Regions from separate parts of the Mus musculus genome. Here region 1 is linked to region 2. The links are chromatin contacts, called in public promoter capture Hi-C maps. All regions are on one chromosome and are shown on one strand. The core of a region is the stretch at or near the end of the contact, and the rest is flanking DNA. Distances in the headings are between cores, read along the strand shown.

Region 1 (5,271 bases), core at 615-3,114, 180 kb before region 2:
GACAGTACAAAGATTCCCCCGAATCCTCGTGCTCCATATCCTAATCTTCACGTTCTTATTTCTCTTAGGGTATCTCCCATACAGTGTCTCCTCGCCTTCGTTTGAGTTTCCCTTAGGGAAAACCTGCCACCCTGACTTTCTTTGCCACCTTTCAGGATGTGTTGGGGGAATGGAGGGTACTGAATTTATTACTGCAGTCCCCCCTAGAGACCCTTAGCCTCCCCAGTGCTCCTTAACCAGGGCTTAGATCTGAACCGATTTTCCACCTCCCGAGGCTCCATCAAGAAAAGTTCAGTAGGTGTAGACTTCCCACTGCAGAGACTAAGCCTAGGGGACTTTGCCAGCGACAAAGCGGGTGAGTCTGGCAGGGAACCTCCTAAAGAATCTTCAGGAGGGAGACACAACTGGGTGTGGAAACTGATGTTATTTAACCCGCAGGAAGCCCTGTCTACCAGCTGTATGCCCTTTGCAACCACTCGGGTAGTGTCCACTATGGCCACTACACAGCCCTGTGCCGGTGCCAGACTGGTTGGCATGTCTACAATGACTCCCGGTGAGAATAGCCTCTTGTTCAACTCCTGCCCCCTCCCACCGCCCCCCCCCCAGCTCCGAAAAGATAAGTTCCTGACAAAGGATAGGTGGAGAGTCTCTCCTGATCTCCACCTGGCTACTCTGAGTCTTGTGGGATGGAGGGGGAATCTACAAGAATGACCACTGACCACAGCCGTGTCCCGTTTCTCTTCTCAGCGTTTCCCCTGTCAGTGAAAATCAGGTGGCATCCAGTGAGGGCTACGTGCTGTTCTACCAATTGATGCAGGAACCACTTCGGTGCCTGTGACACCATCTTGAAGCCCTGGCACCTGTGAAAACCTTCCCAACACCCTTAAGCCCCCAGTTACCTCACAGACGTCTATTTTTGTGTCTTTTTAATCGGGGAGGGGAGGAGGGTTGGTTGTAGCTCCCGTTATTTTTTTTATTAAGAAGTACCCTTCCGCCTTGTTTTCCTGTCCCATGTACAGAAACCACCAGACCCTTGACCATGTACAGCCCCCAGAACCTCTGCAATCTCACTTTTTTGTGAATAAATTTATTAAGAAAAAAGTGATGTTCATGTTTGTATTTGTGGATAAGAGGGAATGGATATCTAGAATTTTGGTTCAATTGGAGCCTTTCTGGGCCCCAATTCTGTCTCTGGACAGGTGGGGGCGCTCTCACAACAGAAGGAAAAGAACAGGGATTGAGCTGGCCCCAGCCTTGGACCCAAACACTGAGTTTAGTGGAACTAGGCAGACAAACCCTGAGACCTGTGAAGTTGCGGGAAAGCCTGAAACTAGAGTGCAGGCATTGGCACGCCGGTTTTTCCTGAGAGGGGTACTGCCCCTCGAGGGCAAGGCATCCAAGAACCCCTGTTGACAAACACTGGTACCGTTGCCGGGCGGCCCTTGCTCCCGTAGGCCCTGTCTGTTGCTAACATCAAGGAGCTGTTTATGGAGCCTTCTCCCCACGGACTGGCCTCCAAGTGTCTCTCTCTTTCTCCCTAACTAAAGCTCGTGGGGCTCTCCCACCTCCAGGGTTTTCACCACAGACCTGGGAAGCTTGAGCTGGGGAATGCTCAAGGATTTCGCTGTCCTGTCCCTGGGGAAGGCAGTGCCGGTTACTGCAACTAACTCCGATTAGGACACGAACAGGTTAACCCGCTCCACGGAACTGACTCCGAAAGCGGCTGTTGCTCCTCTGGTAGCGTCACTGCCAATATGGTGTTTTCATTGGTGAATGTATCCAGAGCTCACCAATCCAGAACCCGCACTCCAAGACCCTCCAATCAAGAAGCAAGAAAGTGAAACGCAGTCACGCAGGCCGCCAGAAAGGAATCGACGGAGAGTCGGAGGGACCCTAAAAGTTAGGGGCGGGGATACCAGACTTGAACCTGCTCACCCCTGAGGCTGGAAAAACCGAGTGCTGTAGAATTCTGGCCTCCGAAGGGTTTGTGCTGGGGAGATAGCGTGGGCGTGGCCCTTATCTGCACACGGACAGGATGGACTGCTCCTAGGGCCTCTATCAGTCACTCACTTTCTCGGGTTCCCCCTATCTCGTGGGTAAGTTCTGGCTTCAGAACGAAGACCTTACTCTTCCACCAGCACGTACACGCGCGCCCTGCATTAGTTGCTCATAAATCAGTAAGTGTCCAGAAGTGGGGTATGGGACCAGTGGGGGTTTCTGCAGTTGTAAAACAGAGTGCTCCCCTGCCCCGTTCTCCTGGGGTATCTCGACCTTTTCCCAGGCCTTACGATGGGCCGGACTGTGATAGTACTTGGCGGAGGTATCAGTGGATTGGCCGCAAGTTATCATCTGATCCGAGGCCCCAGTCCTCCTAAGGTGAGTCCCCACTAGTACCAGAGAAAGACTCATTTAATACTCTTGATATTTCTAGCAAAAGCTGCATAGATTTTTGTTCCGTGAAATATGCACTTCCCCCGACCCCCAGTCCCTTTGCCCTGTGGCGACAGTGCTTCACTTTTGGCGCCAGGTGATCTTAGTGGAGGGCAGCAAGCGTTTGGGAGGATGGATCCGCTCAATCCGAGGATCAGATGGTGCGATCTTTGAACTTGGACCTCGAGGGATTAGGCCGGCTGGAGCCCTGGGAGCCCGGACCCTGCTCCTGGTGAGCGTCTTGTGGAATGTGTAGGACAGGTAGTGGAGGAGAGTTCTCCAAAGGGACGGAGTTGCAGAGAGGAAAAACGTTGGGTCAGTTTTTCCTTAGTTTCTCCTCTTCCTGAGGGCTTGTGGAGAACAGGTTTCTGAACTTGGCTTGGAGTCTGAAGTCTTGCCTGTCCGAGGGGATCACCCAGCTGCCCAGAACAGGTTCCTGTATGTAGGCGGTACCCTGCACCCTCTACCCTCCGGCCTCAGGTAACACCTCACTATTACACACACCCCCCTTTCGCTCCCTGTCAGGCCTTCCAGCCACAGGGGGTCTAATGGCTGAAAAGAACCCTCTGAAAGGTGAATCTGGGAGTTTTCTTTTCAACCATGCCTTCCTCCATGCAGGGGGCTACTCCGTCCTTCACCCCCCTTCTCAAAACCTCTGTTTTGGGCTGGGCTGAGGGAGTTGCTGAAGCCCAGGGGCAAAGAGCCTGATGAAACTGTGCACAGTTTTGCCCAGCGCCGCCTTGGACCTGAGGTGACATTGCTCAGAGGTGGTCTCAAACCTCTTCCCCTCCTGTTGCTGAGTCTCTAACTCAGACTTAACCCCGGGGACTCTTGAATCATTTAGGAATGTCCACTATCTATTGCTGGAATCTCCAAAACCCAGTGTTGGGAATAAATGCCTTCCTTTCCTTCCCATCCTTTTGTTACAGTGGGAACATCTCCAACCCAAACTCTCTCCTTCCCTTAGTCTCTCACAAGCAGGGCCAATGGAAATCAGTCAGGGTGGCTTATTCCTTGGTCCCTCAGTCCCAGTCTTACTCTTAAGGTGGCATCTTTAGCCATGGACAGTCTTTGCCGAGGAGTATTTGCTGGCAACAGCCGGGAGCTCAGCATCCGGTCCTGCTTTCCCAGTCTCTTCCAAGCTGAACAAACCCACCGGTCCATATTGCTGGGGCTGCTGCTGGGCGCAGGTGAGGGGCAGCATTGATTGGTTCAGAGGGTGAAAAAAAAAAGCCTGAGGACAAACTGAGGTACTGTGTACAAGGGGTACTAGTTTAATCTTTTACCCACCCACCCCTCCTTTTAGGACAGAGTCCCCAGCCGGATTCCTCACTAATTCGTCAGGCCCGGGCTGAGCGATGGAGCCAGTGGTCACTCCGTGGAGGGCTGGAGGTGTTGCCCCAGGCTCTTCACAATCACCTAGCAAGTAAAGGGGTCACTGTCCTCAGTGGGCAGCCAGTCTGTGGGCTCAGCCTTCAGCCAGAAGGGCGCTGGAAGGTAGGAGAACCTCTGGAGTGTAGCGAACCTACGTCAGTGTTACTGCTTTTATTGTTGTTATATCGGGGATTGCAAAATTTCACCTGGCAAAAAGTTTCATATGCAAATGTACACGACCTGATTTTATAGCAAAATAGGCCTTCGGGGGGAGGAGGGGGGCTTCTTTGCTCAACATCCATTTCTTTAAGTTTCGTCCAAGCTTTTAAAACATCATGATACCATTTCCTCAGACAGCCACCGTTCTAATACTCTGTCGCCTGCGAGCTGCCATGGCTGCACACACATCAGTCACAAGACTCATAAAGTCTTTGCTAAGCCCTGCGGTATTCCTCAGATGGGTCTGCCTCCTAGGTCAATGATACCTTTTTGTCCATAAATGTCTTCCTCTGGGAAGAGAGAAAGCTGAAGGAAGAGCTCAGCAGTTGCGAGCACGTACTGCCTTTGCAGAGGGCCTGACCTCCACAGGTGCTCACACTCACCACTCACGCGCACACATCCACAGACTATGGCACCATCTTTGTCAGAGTGGCTGACCAGGTCAGGTTAAACCCTTAGCATTGGACGTACTGTTTTCCTGCCTTAGGGAAGCTCTGTAGATACTGGCTACCTCAGGTTGCTAGGCTCTATTTGTGAACCTTCCTCAGAATGTCCTTAGGTAAAGCCTGTGAGCGGAAGTAGTGCTTTCGACGTGACAGGGACAGAGCCACCCACCTTCACTGAACATTCCAGAGCAGGCGAACTGGCCCACTTTCTGGATTACACAGAGGGTTTCTTGGTTTTTGAAGTGATCTTGTCACTCATATCCTTCATCCTGGGTCAGCACCCAGTCTTTCCTACCTCTTGAGTACCTCTGAAACCGAGGCAGCAAATCTCACCTTCCCCACAAAGTCCTCATAACACCGTCTTTCAAGTTTTCTTCTCACTCAGGTGTCTCTAGGGGACAGCAGTCTGGAGGCTGACCACATTATAAGTGCCATTCCAGCTTCAGGTAATGGGACAGCCCTTCCCTTTCCTAGCCATTAAGGGGACAATAGTGTGCCTTCATATGCCAGCAGGGCCACACAGGCTCCTGGGCTGGGCTAGTAAGACAGAGCTAGCCTAGAATGAACGCCTGCTCTCCAGAGCTCAGCAAGCTGCTCCCTGCCGAGGCTGCACCTCTAGCTCGAATCCTGAGTACCATCAAGGCAGTGTCTGTTGCTGTGGTGAATCTGCAGTACCGAGGAGCTTGTCTGCCTGTCCAGGTATAAGAGGAAGAAGAGTGGAGACACGGGCTCGGTGACAGCCATTCCCTGTGACCCACAGACATCTTCTTCTCCAGGGATTTGGACATTTGGTGCCATCGTC
Region 2 (5,076 bases), core at 2,445-4,944:
CCCCAGTGAAATGTTGTCCTTTATAAGACTTGCCTTGGTCATGGTGTGTGTTCACAGCAGTAAAAACCTACTACAACCAGGTCACACCTATTCCAACAAGGCCACACCTCCAAATGGTGCCACTCCCTGGCCCAAGAATATACAAACCATCACAGGGTCTTACAGAGTTGTCCAGAGTGGCCTCAAACTGTGTAGCAAAGGCTGGCCACACACTTAAGATCTCCAGTTTTCAAGAATTTGGCTTGAAGATGCTCCAACTATTTTCGCCTCTTGCATCTCCCACTGCTCCCTTTAAATCCTTTTACTATACTTTAAATAGTATTTTTTTTAAGTACGCATGGATGTCTGTATGAGCACCATGTGCATGCAGTGAATACAGGGCCTGAGATGGAGATCAGAACTCCTGGGCTAGAGCTGCAGCTGTTGTGAGCTGCCATATGGGCTCCGGGAACCAAGCCTGAGCCTTCTGTAAGTTGTAGCTGGGTTGACCTTGAGTTTCCTGATAATGAGAGATGGGCTTTGAACTCCTGATCCTCCTGTCTCTACCTCCGAGGATTTGGATCACAGGCCTGCCCCACCACAGTTGTGGTTGATGGTGGTGGGGGGGGGGACAGGACTTGATAGAGTCAGTGATGTCGGGTATTTCTTGAGTCTATTTCTCCCAAGACCAGAGCAAGATTAGGAAGCTTCTTTCTGGTACAAGTTAGGTTGAATGTCACAAGCATAGTCGATGGGGGGGAGGGGAGGAGCCTTTTGACACTCATGATGTAAAGCACAGCTCTATGCTAGAAGACAGTAAGAAGTGGTTTATTCTCAACTGGATATGAATGAACATGGTCAGTTTGTCACAAACAACACATCTCAATATGGAAGCTGTTACATACATTTTTTTTGTTCATCAATATTTTTTTAATTAGGTATTTACCTCATTTACATTTCCAATGCTATCCCAAAAGTCCCCCATACCCTCCCCCCCACTCCCCTACCCACCCACTCCCCCTTTTTGGCCCTGGCGTTCCCCTGTACTGGGGCATATAAAGTTTGCAAGTCCAATGGGCCTCTCTTTCCAGTGATGGCCTACTAGGCCATCTTTTGATACATATGCAGCTAGAGACACGAGCTCAGGGGGTACTGGTTAGTTCATAATGTTGTTCCACCTATAGGGTTTCAGTTCCCTTTAGTTCCTTGGGTGCTTTCTCTAGCTCCTCCATTGGGGGCCCTGTGGTCCATTCAATAGCTGACTGTGAGCATCCACTTCTGTGTTTGCTAGGCCCTGGCATAGTCTCACAAGAGACAGCTATATCTGGGTCCTTTCACATTTTTTTTTATTACAGAGCAAAACAAACCATTAACCAAGGTGTGTTTTAAGTAACCTGGTGTGAACATTGGTAGGGAGGAGCAAGATGAAAAGAACGCTGCTGTGGATTTTGAATGCTATCTGATAGCATTCTTAGTGTTTGGGTTAGAAGCTAGTGATCTGTGAATTGGATTTGATGGTGAAAAGGAGGTTAAGTTGAAAGACCCCCGTTTCCGGGGAGACCCTCAAGTCCCAGGATGAGCCAATACCCCAATAACTCGAGAGAAACCGTTCTTGATGCAATATTGCATGAGGTTTATTCGGACATCAGCATGCTGAGGCCGAGCTCATAACCTGCATGGGGCAGAGGAGATTGACCCCAGCAGTTGCAGTTGAGGGTTTTTAAAGAATAAACCATAAAATGAGGGGAGGATAAGACCACAAAGAATGGGGAAGTTGAGTAAACATCGTAAAAATGAGGATGGTGAATTACAGCTCATCTCTCACGGAAAGGTTACAGGCTATCTTTGGCAAACATTCTTGGTCCCTTACACTATGGGTCAGGCACCTGGGTGGGTCACCCAGTGGTCATCATTCTCTCAGGCTGCAGGCGAAAGAACAAAGAACTCCATGCTGGGCTTCGTTTCTAGGGGTCTAAGAAACACATTGAGTTGGGGTCTTACAAGGTCCGATACAGAAGTGAGCAATGAATGGCTATTAAGGAGACCAAAGACAGCCCAAAATAATTTGGCTGAGTTTGCAACATCCCATCTCCCTACAACCATGATGCCACAATTGGTCAATCTGCCTTGTAGAATGTTTAATCCCCTCCATGCCTTCCTATGAAAACTAATAGTCTGCAGAATTGAGTCTACACAATTTCAGTGTTCCTAAGGTAGAGAATACACACAGCATATGCCTGCATTTGTGAGGTCATTGTTTAATTCTTACACTTGCTCTTTTCTTCCCTTTTTCTTTGTGTTGCTGTTTGGGTTTTCTTTCTTTCTTTCTTTCTTTTTTAAAAAGATAATAACTAACTGTGTAGCTCCGGCTGGCTCTTGGTGCTGTTTCTCAAGAGGTGTGTCATCATGACCTGCATTGTATTTTGAGATAGATTTTGCTGGGTTCCTAAGGTGGTCTTGAACTTATCAGCTCAAGTGATTCTTCCAATTGAGCCTCCTGAGTGCTGGGACAACAGGCATACATTATCCCACTAGCAAAGTGAAGCACTTCTGTCACAGATAGAAAATGTTAAGTTTCAAACCTGAGACCAGCAGCTGAGGTGTCAGTTTAACTTATCAAAGCAGGCCTGGCCCCCAGGCGTTCCCAGCATCCTTCAGTCTCAGGGGCTAGGCTGTCCTTCCCCTTATCTGATCCAGACATTGCTTATCTACTCTCTCTGCCCTTCCTTCTGCCTCTCTTTTGCTCCTTTTGTACTTCTGGTCTTCTGGCTGACATTCTTGGTGATAGGTGATTTGTCCACTGCTGTTGAACTGAGCCAATTTAATCACATTAACTGCAAGCTTATTAGAAAACCGCTCTCAGAAAGTCGAGCTCACTGCCCCCGGGGACTGAAGCCAGGGAAGTCACCATGGGGAAGGGAGAGAGAGAGAGAGGAGGGAGAAAGAGAAAAAAAGCATGTGTACAGAAAGAAAAGAGGAGAGAGAGAGAGAGAGAGAGAGAGAGAGAGAGAGAGAGAGAGAGAGAGAGAGAGAGAGAGAGCAACATGTCTGGATTATATAGGAAAGAACCTCTGGGGGCAGGGGGAGAGCAGTCCAGCCCCAGGGCTGGAAAATTCAAGGTTGGGGACAGGGTTTGTTAGGTAGGGACTAAGGAATGCTGGGAGAACCTGGAGGCCAGGTCTGCTTTGATATTTAAAATATGTGCTCAGTCCCTTTTCCCAAAACCAAACACCTGGTTCCCCTCTCTCACTCTTCTCCCCCTCTCTCCACAAGGTTCAAGGTCATGACCACTCTGGACTTTCCCAGATATATCTGCCCCTGGCTGTACTATTCTGTGTAACTATGTAACTATGTTCTTCTGCATATCTATACTTGATATGTTTTCTAATGTGGCATGATGCTGGGGAGGGGGTGTGCCATACCATGCGGAGGAACCCCACCCCACCCCCCAGGTACCAGCCATATTATGGGTCTAGTATAAAATGAAGTTTATTTTGGGGCAGCAGAGAAGGGGGGTTGAGAACGGAGTAGAGGCAGAGAAAGAGAGAGTGAGAGGCCAAACCTACTCCATCTTGGGACTGACCTCCATCTTAAAGGAAAAAAAAAAAAAAATCCTGAGAACTTGACCTGCAGCGGAACCCAAGTTGCACCCAAGTAGCAGAAAGGACCTCAGGGCTTGTCCTTGACAGAGTTACTCCCTAGCTACTTCCTAGCAACAGTTAGTCAAAGATCAGTCTGATTGTTTCAGATGTACTTTCAGACCTTTGCGACTGTTTATCGTCTTGCTTCAGAGCACTCACTTGTTGGCTTGTAGTCATTCTATTAGATGCCTTGCCAGACTGGACCGCCCCCCCCCTCACCCCTTCACTCGCTCCCATTTTCCTATAAATACTTGTTCTGCTCCGCCTTCCCTCCCCATCCTGCTGTGTCAGGGTTGGGCTGGAGGAGAGTCCAAGCCTGAGCTTGTAGTAAAGAGACCCTAATGCTATTATATCAGAGATGGCTCTTTGGTGGTCTGGGGTTCACAAATGCCTCCTGGCACAAGGGGATAGAGAAGGGGCGGGGGAAGAGAGAGAGAGAGAGAGAGAGAGAGAGAGAGAGAGAGAGAGAGAGAGAAAGTGGAGGTGACTAAACAAACCTTTTATAGCCGGCCAGGCTCAAACCTGGCTGTTGCTAGGTAACTGTTGGGTGGAGCCTAGAAGAAATGCTAACAAAGCTCTCCGGGGCATGCTCTCCCTCTATCTAAAATAAACTTTCTCCAAAACCATGGAAGTCATGTCCTTTCCTTTCCTTTTTATTTCTTTTTTAGTTAATTAAAATGTAGGAAATGAGGACTAAAGACATGGCAAGGAGATTAAGAACATCTATTATTTATGCAGAGAACCCAAGTTTCCTAGCACCCATATTAGATGGCTCGCACCTTCTGTAACTCCAGCTCCAGGGGATCCAACATCCTCTTCTGACCTCCGTGTGCCCTTGAACTCATGTATAAACACCCCAACACATACATTTATTTGGGCTTGCTTTTTTTTTTTTTTCTTTTTTTGATGCAGGGCTTCTCTGAGCAACCCTGGCTGCCCTGGAACTCACTTTGTAGAGCAGGCCAGCCTTGAAACCAGAGATCCACTGGCCTCTGCCTCCACAGTGCTGGAATTAAAGGCATGTACCACCACAACTTACTTTTTAAACAGTAAAAGTCAGCAAATAATAAGTAAATGATTCAAACAACTCATAAGTCTCAAGAAGTCCCTGAATCTTACAATGTTCACAAGGCCACTCTATCCCTGAACTTATATAAGCAATAGGGACACTTGTGGACAGAGCAGTTTCTGAAACATATAAGCTTCCTATAAGTCATTGCAGAGAGCTCCAGGGAATGTAGCTTCCATGAGTCACCAGTCAGATTGGAGTGGGATTTGCAGTAATCCAGCTGTCTTTGCGTCATGTATGCTAATAGTGTGCTTTTTTGCTATGGCAGTAGTTGCATGGGTCTTGCTACAGATAGTGAGACATAACTAAGGATATCCTATGGAGAAGTTGAATGTCCATTGTTGGGATAACCTACCCCCATACGCATAATGTCAGGTGGCTATGGAT

What was found. Promoter capture Hi-C pulls out the DNA fragments that hold promoters and counts their contacts.
Region 1: a contact with region 2 is called in a promoter capture Hi-C map of embryonic stem cells, with 6 times the contacts expected there. The contact joins the promoter of Ppox here to the enhancer-like site in region 2. A contact is called at or near these places in 12 of 39 promoter capture datasets (the C10 cell line, the HPC-7 cell line, cranial neural crest and 8 more), 2 of 15 datasets of contacts at CTCF or cohesin (CD8 T cells and the NIH/3T3 cell line), 3 of 484 Hi-C or Micro-C datasets (B cells, CD8 central memory T cells and bone marrow-derived macrophages), 24 of 115 datasets of contacts at active chromatin or transcription factors (the HPC-7 cell line, the NIH/3T3 cell line, the SCID.adh cell line and 18 more) and 3 of 9 other capture datasets (adipose tissue, liver and pancreatic islet).

The regions. Positions count from the first base shown.
Region 1 is chr1:171,277,779-171,283,049 of GRCm38.p6, reverse strand. It overlaps Ppox (protoporphyrinogen oxidase), which reads left to right and starts at 1,864. Exons shown (of 13, transcript NM_008911.2): 1 at 1,864-2,177; 2 at 2,282-2,376; 3 at 2,528-2,662; 4 at 2,795-2,910; 5 at 3,049-3,181; 6 at 3,476-3,620; 7 at 3,737-3,927; 8 at 4,855-4,915; 9 at 5,050-5,168; 10 at 5,246-5,271. The coding sequence starts at 2,290. Usp21 (ubiquitin specific peptidase 21) reads left to right here. Exons shown (of 13, transcript NM_013919.4): 10 at 1-35; 11 at 248-355; 12 at 439-553; 13 at 748-1,101. The coding sequence ends at 838.
Region 2 is chr1:171,095,384-171,100,459 of GRCm38.p6, reverse strand. No RefSeq gene overlaps it. Among named protein-coding and RNA genes, the nearest start is that of n-TLcag9, 4.0 kb to the left of the region's middle. Within about 2 kb of position 3,694, at least 40 of the 459 cell types and tissues checked have an H3K27ac peak or open chromatin away from gene starts, as enhancers often do. A contact at or near this core is called in the HPC-7 cell line, embryonic stem cells, pancreatic islet and 1 more, where this site is marked.